2 separate regions of the Urocitellus parryii genome follow, and region 2 is linked to region 1. The links are chromatin contacts, called in public Hi-C maps. All regions are on one chromosome and are shown on one strand. The core of a region is the stretch at or near the end of the contact, and the rest is flanking DNA. Distances in the headings are between cores, read along the strand shown. Region 1 holds the start of Znf383 (zinc finger protein 383). Region 2 holds the start of LOC113176879.

The links. Hi-C and Micro-C count contacts between places; a contact is called where the count stands out from the background.
Region 2: a contact with region 1 is called in a Hi-C map of liver, with 4 times the contacts expected there. The contact joins the promoter of LOC113176879 here to the promoter of Znf383 in region 1. A contact is called at or near these places in 2 of 2 Hi-C or Micro-C datasets (liver and muscle).

Annotation. Positions count from the first base shown.
Region 1 is chr15:15,473,086-15,476,602 of mUroPar1.hap1, reverse strand. It overlaps Znf383 (zinc finger protein 383), which reads right to left and starts at 1,286. Exons shown (of 5, transcript XM_077793056.1): 1 at 1,169-1,286.
Region 2 is chr15:15,953,388-15,956,659 of mUroPar1.hap1, reverse strand. It overlaps LOC113176879, which reads left to right and starts at 1,886. Exons shown (of 5, transcript XM_077793057.1): 1 at 1,886-1,963.

The DNA of each region.
Region 1 (3,517 bases), core at 37-2,536:
ACCAGGACACTTAATGAGTCTATGTTAAGTCAGACCATCCAAAAGAAGAAAAGCAAAACTCAAACCCCAATGCACCTTATATTTGGCTTGATCAACAACTATTTCTCTTTCTTCCTCTGGGTACCTCTGGAAAGGCAGAGATGAGTAAGAAAAAAAGAACTATGAGATGCCAGGCATTTTTTTTGTGTGTGATTTAGACGGACCTGATTAGAGCTCACTCTGAACCCACAACTACCACCATGGAAAGAAGAAAAAAGAAGGAGGTCAGAGGAATCTGGGCTATCCTGAGCATTCTGGTTTGAGAAGAGGAGTGAAGTCTAAGTTGTCCAAGATCAGAATTTGTCCTGAACTCACAAGGACCTTTTAGGATAGAGAGTTGGAATCACAAGGCAGTCACAGGCACTCAACACCTATATTTCCAATGCTGCAGTCACTTATCCACTATAGGTGAACCCCATCTGTCCTCTCAGGAACACATCACCCAAATAATACCAGTACACTGTGCTCACACACAGTCCACCCTAAGGATACACAATCACATCCACACATTAACAGACCCCTCCAACACAACACCACACAAAATCATACCGCGCTACAGAGTGACTATCACATTCACTAGAGCCACGCACCCACAATTCCCTCCAGTTCTCCTACTGGGCACTACACACAATCATACATTCAAAATAACACAATGGCCATGTATCCGTTACCCTGGCACAAGCATCACAGGGCCACACACAGTTACATAATCACTTTCACACATTCTCACATAGTCACAGGCATCCAGTACACGGAGTGGTTCTAACATTCATACAATGACGCACACAAACCTCTCAGAGTAACAATCACAGATGCAGAAGCAGATTCTCCACGCCCACCCCCACATCCACATGTCACACAAAGTGAATAAGGTCACACACAATCGGTCCAACCTCGGGGACACGACCACATTGTTAACAAAACTACAGGAATGTGCAGTCACACAGGCACACACAGCTCTGCGCACGGTCAGTCACAACGACACACCCACCAGAGGAACATAAAATCACATCCGCACACACACTGCGCCCCACAGTCACATAAGGTCACAACCACACCCAGAGGCCCACACCTCGCGACCGCTCCCCTGGCCAGAGCCAGTCCCAAGTTCCTGACATCCCAGACCTACCACGAATGTCCCTTCAGACGCCCAGGGATGTTCCTGCGCAGCCTAGTGGGGCCCCGGGTGCCTAGGCCGCTCGCTGCGCACTTTCCCTGCCCTGGAGGCCGAGGGTCCCGCAGGCAAATGAAGCGGCCGCCCCGTCCTCGCGGGGGTTTCTGGGAAATGTAGTCCGCAAGTGCCCCTCGTGGGGGAAGATGACGCCCATCCTCTAACTCCTCCCCTCGCACCGCCAGAGTCTGGCCCTGGGTCTCCGTGGTGGTTAGGAAGTCTTCAAGGTAAAAGCCCACACAAAGCCGGACAGCCATCCTGTCCACAAGATTCCTCAAATGCACAGGCCAATCTCAGGTTGTTCCCTGGAAACTGTTCAGATGGAAATGAGTGGAGCCGCAAGAACTTCTGGGAAATGTAGTCAAGCGCCGGAAAACATAAGTCGCACGGCCAAGAGGAGAAAAAGTTGCTTTTACAGGCTTTCTCAGCTGAGCTGCTGACGGTGAAGACCGACATTACCTGGGTCCTGAACCTTTCTAGTTGTTGTAACCAACTCCGAAGTCTCAGGCTGGCTCACAGAATCTCCAATTTTGCATTCCTAGGGTGATAAGCTGAGCCATAGTATAGGATATACGATTCCATTTGTATGGAATTATACAGGCTAGGCAAATAAATACAAACACGGAGTATATTAGGTATTAAGGACTGCAGAGCTAGGGGACATTGTGATTGATAATAGATATAGGGCTTCTTTGGGGGAGGGATTAAAATATTCTTGAAATGGATAATAATGCTGTTTGCTCAACTCTGTAAAATACCCAAAGAAATCAAATTGTACACCTTCAAAGAGCTTATTTTATGGTTTGCGAATTATTTCTGTGTGTGCATGTGTTTGAGACAGGGGTCAGCTCTCTATAAGGAAAGCCCCATTCTTGTCCGCAATGCTAATCCAATAATGAGGACAAGGTTTTGAGGAAAAGGAAAAAGTTTTATTGCTTTGCTAGCAAAGAAGAAACACAGGGGACTCCAGTCCGCGAGGCTGTGATTCTGACAGGGCTTTTAGAGAAATGATTGAAAGGCTACTTTCTAGCTGTGCTCTGTCAGAGACATAGTTCATTTTGCAGGCTTGTTTTCCCCAAGCTTAGGGTGGGAGAGAGAAAAAAAAAAGAGGGGAAAATGTCAGTTTTAAAGTAAGTAACAAGGGCTGGGGTTGTGGTTTAGCGGTAGAGCACTCGCCTAGCATGTGCGAGACCCTGGGTTCCATCCTCAGCACCACATAAAAATAAATAAGTGAAATAAAAGTACTGTATCCAACTACAACCAAAAAATAAAAATAAAACAAAGTAAGCAACAGTAGTAGAGCAGCAAAGTTTATGTTCAAGGCTTGAAACAGACCCTGTTACACTATGTTGCCCTGGCTAATCTTGAACTCCTGGGCTCAAGTGATTCTCCCCTCTTAACTGCCAGAGTAGCTGGCGCTATAGTGTGTGCCACCATGCCAGCAAGTGTTTTTGCTACCTGCAGCCTAGCCTGGGAACTGCTTGCATCCAGGCTTGCTTGTAGTGTTCAGCCAACCACCTTTATAAGAAATAGACAATGGAAAATGGGAAAAAAATAATTTTATACAGTTTGATTAAACCGGGGAGAAGCAGCTGGATTGTTTCTCTGCTGGTCCTATAGAAGCTGCTCCAATTTATAAGAAAAACATCAGTTGATATGCATGTGTAGATTTAGTTAAGCTCCACATCTGAGAACTTGTTGGTGTTAGTTTCTTCCTATCTTTCCTCAGTATGAGGATGTTCAGAAGCTAAAAGTTTGGAACTTTTTATTTCAAAAGTGGGTGGGTCTGTTTCATTTTTTAAAAATTAACTTTACTGCTGGATATGGTGACACATATGTGTAATTCCAGTGACTCAAAATCTCAAGTTGGAGGCCTCAGCCTCAGGGTATTAGTGAGACCCTCAACAACTTAGCAAGAGCATGTCCCAAAACAAAAAATTTAAAAGGAAATAAAAAATAAAAAGGGCTGGGAGTGTCACTCAGGGCTAGAATGCCCTTGGGTTCAATCTCCAGTACCACAAAAACAAACAACACTTTGTTGAGCTTCACTTAAATACAATAAAATGCACATATTTTTAAGTGAATTGTTTGATAAGGTTTAACAAATGTTAAACCATCATAATCAAGCTATAGACTATTTTTATCCAATTTGCCCCCAATGTTCCTATGACTTTCTTCAATCATGCCCTATCCCTACTCCCCAGGTGAAGCATCCACTAATTTATATTCTGCCACTATAGAGTAGTCCTGTGTATGAGTCTTGCTTATCTAGAGTTCCATATAAGTGAAACTGAGATGAAGACAGTC
Region 2 (3,272 bases), core at 637-3,136, 480 kb before region 1:
TAGGCAAGTGCTCTGCCACTGAGCTACAGCCCCCGCCCAGTCGTAAAGTCAGTTGCCCATCTTTCACCCCTTATAATTTTTTTCTTTTCGTTTTAAATTTTGACCTATTTGGAGTTGAACCTTTAAATATAGATTGTAGCCCATTATTTTCCCCCAGAAAAGGTTAATAAATTGACCTCAAAACCTTCATTGAAAAGTCATCTTTTCCCAACTGATTTGAGATGTCCCAAAGGCTATGATTGGCTCCATCAGGAGGAAGGGGTGGTGTTAAAGAAAGTCTTTAAGGGTTACATTCCAGGTGTGCTCTGGTAGGGGGTGTCCCAGGGAGTCCTGATGGGTGTTAGGATTCACTTGTTCATTTGGGAGATATTCACTTACCATATTCTCAGTAGACATTTCCTTCCTGTAGTGGGTGTGTTCAAGGGTACTTAACCAGGGGAAGAAAAACATGAGTCTCCCTAATCTTGTTAGGAATGGGGAGAGGGAGTGGAGAAGAGAGAACGAGGAAAAAAACGTTATTTTAAAAAATAAACCTTAGAGCAAGAAGGACTATATTCATAAGGTGAAGGTGAAAGGAAAGTGACCACAACACTCAGAGCGACCAAGAGATCTTTATTGCAACAGTGCAAAAGAGAGAGAAAGAAAGAGCAGGGAAAGAAGAAAGAGGGGGGTAGAACAGAGAAAGAGAGAGAGAGAGGGAGAGAGAGAGAGAGAAGAAGAAGAGGGAGGAGGAGGAGGAGGAGAGAGTGAGCGGGAGGGCAAAAGCAAGAGAAGAAAGAGAGAGCAAGGGAGAGAGACAAAGGGAGAGGAGCAATAGAGAAGGGCCGGGCAGGAGGGAGTTTTTTATAGCCCAAATCTAATGGGGTTTTGGTCTGCAAGCTGCCTTATTGGCATACAGTGATTGGATCATACAGTAATGTCATCTTCTACGCTCAGGCAGATGGGGCAGGGGCTAGATGTGGGTTTCCATTACACCAGACGTGTGAGTGTCCAGTGTTCAGCCTTGAGTGGGGTTCAGTGTTCAGACTTGAGCAAACAGGTGATAAAGGACCAGACAGAGCGGGGATTGAGTGTGTGGGTTATCCTGCAGCTAACATTCCTTCAGCCTGCCCTGCAAACAACATAGTTCAGCCTGTCCTGCACCTAAAAAAAGGGATCACTATTACAGTACTGCACCGTGCCCGAGTACCTCCTAGGCCCACTAGCCTTCCCAGGCATCAGTCACCAGGGAGTGGCAAAGCAGAGGCTAATCTCTTGAGATGACTTCTTTTTTTTGGGGGGGGGGGACGGGAAATTGAACTCAGGACCACTGGACTGGTAAGCCACATCCCCAGCCCTAGTTTGTATTTTATTTAGAGACAGGGTCTCACTGAGTTGCTTAGCGCCTCGCTAAATCGCTGGTGCGAGGTCTGAATTTTGATCCTCCTGCCTCCGCCTCCCAAGCCCTGGGATAACAGGTGGGCGCCCAGCCCCTAGATAACTTTTGAATGGTGCGCCCACAGCCTCTGCCTTGCTCGGAACTACATTTCCCAGAAGGCTCAGCGGTGCGAACTACCTTCCTAGGCAAACTTGCCCTCCTCTTCCTGAGGCTCTCCGGTTCCTACCAATAGTAAGAAAGGGGCGGAAAGTAAAACCCATGTCAAACGCATGGGAGCGGCCTTCTTTGGGAGCCGGGGTTGGAGGCTGATGCAGGACTCAGGCCTTCGCAGTGTGTTTCAATAAAGTGTGCAATCCTTTCTGGTGGCCGCAGCTAATCGCTGATAGGAATCCTGAAACACGGAACCACCTTGTCTACCTCTGGTTGCCTTTCTAACTGTGTTTCCCAGAGCACTACTCAGCATGACCTCCTTCTCGCGGGAATTCAGCCTTAAAGTCACGCGCTGGCGGTTCCCTGGGGGCTTCACCAGCAGCTAATCCAGTGCTGTGGAGTGTTTTACTGCCTGGAAAGCTTGGGAGGCCTGAGGTGAGGATCCCCAGAGGAGGGCGGGGCTGACGCCGAGGCTTGTCTTTGTGCCGCGGAGGAGTTGAGGTTGAAATTGTGTGGTTGTTATTATGTGTGTGGTAGTTTCTGAAGAACGATCGTGTGGTCTTAACAGACTGTTGAGTATTTCCGTCTAAGGGTCACACGGAGTGGAGAACCTGCTGCGTGAGAGACAGACATTAGGACCGCGCGCGGCATTGTGTGCGATCCTGGGCGCTCGTGACTGGCTGGGCGTTTCGGAGTTGTCTCCTCTGTAGTGTATGATTGTGTGACGTTGTGGGCACATGCATCAGAGTACAGGTGGGAATACAGATGCAGACTGTGTGGTTGTAGTTGTGTGTGTGCATGTGGTTAGTGTGTGACTTTGACTGTGACCAGGGTACAGGTGTCTGTGACCGCAGATGTAACTTTGAGCGTCCTCTTGGTAAAAGTTCGGTTGTGCCTGTGGCACCTTTAGAGACTCTGGGTGTGTGGCCTGTGGTTTGGGGAGTGGGTTTCCTGTAACTCAATGGTACCTCAAAGCACTATATTCTAGTTTTAGGACTTAATATGCATGTTATCATGATATCCTTTGTCTTTTATTATATTTATTTATTTGTTCAAATGTTCTTAAGAATATTTCATATTAGATACAATAGTTCATTCAGTTTTTTCTTCTTCTCCTTTTTTTTTTTTTTTTGGCGTGTTGTGTAGTATACTGCATTTATTCATCCCTGCTAATAATGGAGGATATTTGAGCTATTTCTAGTTTTTTTATTTTATAAATAATGCTGCTATTACCATACTCTAGGCCAGAAGCTTGACTCTGGGGATCCAACAACTCAGGTTCTAGCCACACACCCCAAAAAAACAAAGGAAAAGGTAATGGAGAAAATCATGAAAGAACTTTAATCAGTGTAGCTACACTGAGAAGACAACGGGACCGGTGTCCTTTGCCCTGTCTTTAAGGGACTGACAGTGACTTTGACGTTTTATAAAAAAGGTAAATGAGGGCAAGGTTTGAGAGTTAGATAACTGGAGGCTTTTCAACAGTTGACAGAGCATGTGGTCTTGACCAGACATGGTCTGGTCCATCATTATCCCAGGACAAGGCAGAACCTTATCTAAAATATGAAAGTTACTGTTTCACATGGAGGGGAGCTAACTTCAATTCATCACAATATATGTATTGATCAGACCCTGTTTCTGGATCCAAGGTTACCACAAGCAAAGGAGATGGACGTAAAATGGAAACAGAGATGCCAAGTCTTTAATCCTACTTTTAGCCATCCATTGGACATTTGCAGGCAAA